2 separate regions of the Canis lupus genome follow, and region 2 is linked to region 1. The links are chromatin contacts, called in public Hi-C maps. All regions are on one chromosome and are shown on one strand. The core of a region is the stretch at or near the end of the contact, and the rest is flanking DNA. Distances in the headings are between cores, read along the strand shown. Region 1 holds the start of ELN (elastin). Region 2 holds the start of TMEM270 (transmembrane protein 270).

The links. Hi-C and Micro-C count contacts between places; a contact is called where the count stands out from the background.
Region 2: a contact with region 1 is called in a Hi-C map of liver, with 7 times the contacts expected there. The contact joins the promoter of TMEM270 here to the promoter of ELN in region 1. A contact is called at or near these places in 3 of 9 Hi-C or Micro-C datasets (amygdala, blood and liver).

The regions. Positions count from the first base shown.
Region 1 is chr6:6,246,875-6,249,785 of UU_Cfam_GSD_1.0, forward strand. It overlaps ELN (elastin), which reads right to left and starts at 1,252. Exons shown (of 35, transcript XM_038539091.1): 1 at 1,083-1,252. The coding sequence starts at 1,164. LOC102157065 (a long non-coding RNA gene) reads left to right here and starts at 1,350. Exons shown (of 5, transcript XR_005360533.1): 1 at 1,350-1,821; 2 at 2,647-2,769.
Region 2 is chr6:6,390,008-6,392,967 of UU_Cfam_GSD_1.0, forward strand. It overlaps TMEM270 (transmembrane protein 270), which reads right to left and starts at 1,431. Exons shown (of 3, transcript XM_038539093.1): 1 at 1,278-1,431. The coding sequence starts at 1,349. It overlaps LOC111096195 (a long non-coding RNA gene), which reads left to right and starts at 1,428. Exons shown (of 3, transcript XR_005360538.1): 1 at 1,428-1,498.

The sequences.
Region 1 (2,911 bases), core at 2-2,501:
GGCCAAGAGCACCTTCTGGAGGGCTCCCCAGGGGGCCACTCCTAGGAGCCCTTGAGGTGTGTAGCCTCCCCCGGGGAGGGGGGCATCCTTGTGGCCTATGGCAGAGAGCATGCCAGATGGTCCAGAACTGCCCCGAGGTCCACTTTAGCCTCTGTCACTGGCTGCCCTCCCTCTGCCAGGAGATGAATACCTTCCCCAGCTTCTCTGATCCTTGTTTGTGTCCTATACCACACACACACACACACACACACACACACACTCACAGAGTCACATGCTCGGTGACAGTCCACACCTGGATAGCATATTTCCCCTGTGTCCATTCCTGTCGGGTGGCAGACTTTCGCACACGCTAACAGGCACTTTCACAAACCCTACGCCCTCTCCCATCACACACACCTGCTCAGGGGTGAACCTGTGAACACACATTCCTCCTCTATGGTTTGATGACACATTTGGACATATACACACATGCCCACCTGCGCCGTAGCACACAACACACTTGTTCCTGTGTGCATGCCCTGCACACACATACACACGCTCCGATGGCCCGGCCCCCCTCACCAGGGACAGACCACAGCAGCAGCTTTCCAACCCGCAGCCCGGAATCAACGGAACTCTGACCTTCCTCTGAGGGGGGTCCTGACTTCCCCGGGGTGGGGGGAGGAACAAGGAACCTGTCGAGGTCACACAGCTCACCGTAGTCGCTGAGCTGGCCTCCGGCCCCAGTCCCCTGTCCCTACTGGATCCACACGTGTGCAAACTGCCTGTGCCCTGCCAGGGGACCCCGAGGGCCCTCCCGCAGCATGCTTGCGCGCCCCCCCCTCCGCAGACAGCGCCCGGGACAGAGGTGGGGGGCCTCAGCCGAGCCGAGCCGGGCGGCAGGACCTGGGCCGGTCGGGACCACCCTGCACCTTGGGGTGTCTGGTGACAGGTTCCTCCTCGGCAGGGCTGGCTCCCGGGAGGCGCGGTTGCGGGGATCCAGCGGCCGGGAGGCTCCCGCCCAGGGTCCCCGGACGGCGGGGTGGAGGGCGCCCAGGTCTGTCAGGGGGGGCCGCGGCATCCCGGGGCAGGGAGAGGCCTACCTCCGGGCTGCGAGGGGCGGGCGACGGACAGCAGGAGCAGCAGGACTCCGGGCCGCAGGGCTGCAGCTCTCAGACCCGCCATCTCGGGGAGAAGTGCCCCGGGCCGCTCTCTGCGCCTCGTTTTATCCCCAAAGCGTAATTGCGGCCTCGTCGCTGAGAGGGAAGGAGGGCGGGCGGCGGGCGGCGGGGGAGGGGGGAGCTGGGGGAGGGGGCCGCGGGGAGGGGGCAATTACGAAAGGCCCCGCTCCCAAGCCTCCCAGGCTGAGTCTGACTGGACTGGATGTGGGCTTTTTTCCTTAAAACACACTCACCCGCGCGCACACACACACGCACACGCACAGTTTCCCCATCCCTCTCGGCTTCCCTCTGTAGCTGTTCCCTCCGCGCTGGCCGCGTTCCCGCCAGAAAGTGCGAGGGGGGCCTCTGCCAGGACAGCCCTCGGGAGAGGAAGCGGGGGGAGGGCCCGCAGCCCGGCCAAAACTCCAGCCCCAGCCAAGGCCCGAGTGGCCAGGCCCCCGCCCCTCCGGCTGGGCCCGGGGCCCAGCGTGGGGACGCAGGCCAGCTGTCCTGTGCCTCTGCCCCCACCCCGGCCCTCCAGACTCCCCCGACACCCCCAGGTCTGGCCAGAGACTGTCCCTGCCCGAAGCTGGGGGTGTGGGGTGTTGGGCAGGTCTGGGGTCCAAGGCCTGGGGCCAATGTCTGCAGAGGCTGAGGGGCTGTGAGCAGAACGGCCTGGAAGGTGAGATCATGCTGGCGCTGCCCTGTGGGGCATCAGGGGAAAAGAAGGGGGGGGGGGGGGGGGGACTCTGACACACTATAGGTCCATCCTTTATGGACTAAGGTCACTGTCTCCCGGCTGATGCTGGGGAGGGTTTGGGGGCAGGTCTAGGATCTGCCTCTGCAAAGGCACAGAGGCTGCATTAGAACAGCCTGGGAATTAAGACCACATTGGCATAGTGCCCTGGGGCATCTGGGGGACATGTGGGAGACCCTGACACACCACAGGGATTCCATTCCTCATGGATCAAGGTCACAGTCCCACACACAGGCCTGTGTAGACCACAGTGTCTGGGGATGTTCAGACAGGATCCCCAGGTACTCTTTGGGGGACCGAGGGGTTGGGGACCTCACCCGGATTGAGTGTCCTGGCCCCTCTTTATCACCCAGCCCCCATCTATCTCAATGCTGAGCCTCACTAGCACCCAGACCAGACTCCAGAGTCCCCAGACGGCAAGTTCCCTCCCAGCCACAGGAGGACGCCTGGGGCGCTGACATTCCGCTGGTGGCCAGGAGGGGGCGGCCCTGTGCTGAAACAGCTGAGACCAGCATTTCCAAGACTCCCGAAGTCCCAGCCTGCCTGCACAGGATGAGGACCTTGGGGACTTTCCTGGGGTTGGGTAGAGTAGCGGAGGGTCATGCCTCCCCAGCCCCCCGAAATTGGGGAAGAAATTCAAGAGCCAGAGGATACGGGAGGGGAACAGATACTTGCTATCATCAGAGCCTCTAGGGTGGGGGAGGGGGAAAGTCGAGGTCACAAGTTCTGTGAGCTTTTTCCTGCCCCCAGATGGAGAATGATGGGGGAGACACAACCACAGCTCTGAGCAAGGGAGCTAAAGGACCCCCGCGCCCTCCAGCCTGGAGCTGTGTGGCCTTCTGGAGGACTAACAAGGCCACGTGTTGAACTCAGGTGAACCTAACACTAAATTCTAGCTCTAGGGCTTTCTACTGGGGTAAGCTCTTCACAGAGCTTCGGTTTCATCTCGTGTCAGATGGTGATAAATATCCCTGCCTAGGAGGGTTATTGCAAAGATAAATAAAATGTGATCATA
Region 2 (2,960 bases), core at 181-2,680, 140 kb after region 1:
TTATCTTGGTTTTCTTTCCCTTGAAGTGATTATTGATAATAGTCTAGGCAAAGCGGAAGACCTGCACCCCAATGTTTATAGCAGTGATGTCCACAATAGCCAAACTGTGGAAGGAGCCCCGGTGTCCATCGAAAGATGAATGGATAAAGAAGATGTGGTCTATGTACACAATGGAATATTCCTCAGCCGTTAGAAATGACGAATACCCACCATTTGGTTCAGTGCGGATGGAACTGGAGGGTATTATGCTGAGTGAAGTAAGTCAATCGGAGAAGGACTAACATTATATGGTCCCACTCATTTGGGGAATATAAAAAATAGTGAAAGGGAATAAAGGGGAAAGGAGAGAAAATGAGTGGGAAATATCAGAGAGGGAGACAGACCATGAGAGACTCCTAACTCTGGGAAACAAACAAGCGGTGGTGGAAGGGAGGGGGGGGTGGAGGTGACTGGATGACGGGTACTGAGGGGGGACACGACGGGATGAGCACTGGGTGATATGATATATGTTGGCAAATTGAACCCCAATTTTAAAAATTTTATTAATCAAATATTTATGCTTATATGAGAAAATATCTTGTAATTTAGATAATCTATGATTACTATAACCTCTTTTGCCAATAAATGACTGAAAAAAAAGAAGTCTAGCAAAGGAAGTGGTTCATTATGATAATAGAAGGAGTGACCATACCCCCTCAGCCCTCTGATCCTGCAGATTTGAACCCCAGGCGGTTTTTTCTCCCAAGCACTTGGGCTTTCCTGCCCACCGGCTACCTGTTGGTGTCATGAGGGCAGCTGGGGACAAATGGCAGTGGCATTGGGGTAGAAAAATGTGAAGTGCAGGGGCAGTGACTGAGTGACCTCTAGAGAGGGGTAAAGGAGAGAGTGGGACCCAAGATCTCCAGGCTTCTGTCCTGGGTGACAGGGTGGATATGATGCTTCCCATCTAATGGAAGAAAAGTGCAAGCTTGAGTGGGGAAAGAGACTATAACGGGAAAGTTCCACCATTCCTGGGGCTGAACGGGCCCTCATCAGAGCCCTAAAGCACCCCATCTAGACCCCACACACCTTTGTCCAGAGGACCACCTGGAGCCCTAGGGGGCGGCATGGGAGACGGCCATCTGGGACTGGCTATGTACCCCACTACGGGCACTGTGGCTTGTGGGTGAGGCTTCTGAGGGAGGCAGTCACCTAGTTCCACCGGATGGGACAGGTCCATGGGGTCCAACAGCTCTGAGGTAACTGGGAAGGCCTGGGGGCCCCCATTTCCCACTCACCAGCACTGAAAGCTTCACTACCAGCAGCAGAATTTCCAAGAGGCTGGATCTGACCGGAGGGACGGCCTCCATATCTGCCCCTTCTCCCCCTCCTCCAGCTGGGAGAGGAAGGGTGACCTCACAGATACTGCAGGGTGGGGCTGAGTTACCGTGGTGACCCGGTTGCCATAAAAGACCCCCTTCTACCTGCCTCCCCCACCCTGCAATGTGCAAAAACTAAGGTATTTGTCTTCTACATCCTGTCCCCTTCCTGGTTGGAGACTGCCCAGACACCCACACAAGCGCCAGAGAAGGTTCTCAGAGGGACAGCCTCGGGGCCTGCAGTGGGAACTGAGGCAGTCCTTGTGTACAGAAACTGTGGCTGAGGGTGGCTGGGGGCTGCACCTGCCCACGTCTGTGGAAATCCCAAAGAATCAAAGGCCCAGGAAATAGATATCTTGACACCATCCCAGGGCCACAGGGGACACTGTATTTGGAGACAGATAGGAGCCTCAGCTGCCCAAACCTGCAGACCCCTACCTAAGCCCCTCTATGCATCCCCACATACGCACACACCCCACCACAAAGCAGAGAAATGAAGTTGCTAGTTTTCCCCTCAGATCTTAGTGACACCTAAGACTCCGTTACAGCAAAGCAGGGGAGACAGAGTGTGCTGACCTGAACGCTCCAGAGAGTTCTGGAGAGAGGCAGGGGGAATGAAAGAAAGGCAACAATTTGCTGAACTCGCCCACTCCAAGGAGGCCACAGGCTGCCTGGAGCATCTTGCAAAGCTTGCCGGAGGCTGCAATTAGGGTCAAAGGCTTAGGATTTTCTGGGAGAATCCAGAACTTTTAGTACAGAGTGCCTCAGATTGCTTTCCTGTCTGGGTCCCCCCCCCCCCCGCCCCTCCCCCCTCCCCCCTCCCCCCCCCCCCCCCCCCCCCCCCCCCCGCAGGTGCTCCAGGAGGCCACAAGAGGAGGCTCTCACAGCCTTTTAGAAATTTTTAGAAGCACGCCCTCTTCTGGAAAGGCTACTGTAATGCGGGGCTCGGTGACTAGAGGGCACCCTGGTGCAGGTTGGAAAGGGTGGTTGCCACCCCAGCGCTCGCCCACACCATGTCTTCAGTCCTCATTTGCCACCTCGGCCAGGCACCCTTGTGCAGGATGTAACCTGCCCAACTGGACGTGGGAACCCAGTCCCTGCAACATCAAGGATGACCTCAGCCCAGTCTGTCCACCAATTCCTTTCCTCTCCTGGGACAACAGCTGGGGTCTGGAGGGTGAAGTGTGCAAAGTCCCTCCACTCTGTCCTCTGCCTTTCCTATCACCCACCCTCCCTCTGTACCCGCGACATTGTGGCACTAAGGGGTCACCAGGGCTTCGAAAAGGCCTCCTTGCATTAAGTTTTGAAGGATGGCTAGGAACTTCCCATAGAAACTGTGAAGGACGGTCCGGACAGGGAAAGCAGCATGATTTGAACACTTCTGAGAGCAGAAAGCGGGAGGCAGGGAGGAGCACAAGGCAAGTGGTGAGGTCGGCAAACGCCAAATCTTTAAAATAATAAAAAGATTTTATTTATTTATTCATAAGGCACAAAGAGAGAGGGGCATAGGCAGTGGGAGTAGAAGCAGGCTCTATGCAGGGAGCCCGATGTGGGACTTGATCATCAGGACCTTGGGATCATGACCTGAGCCAAACGCAGACA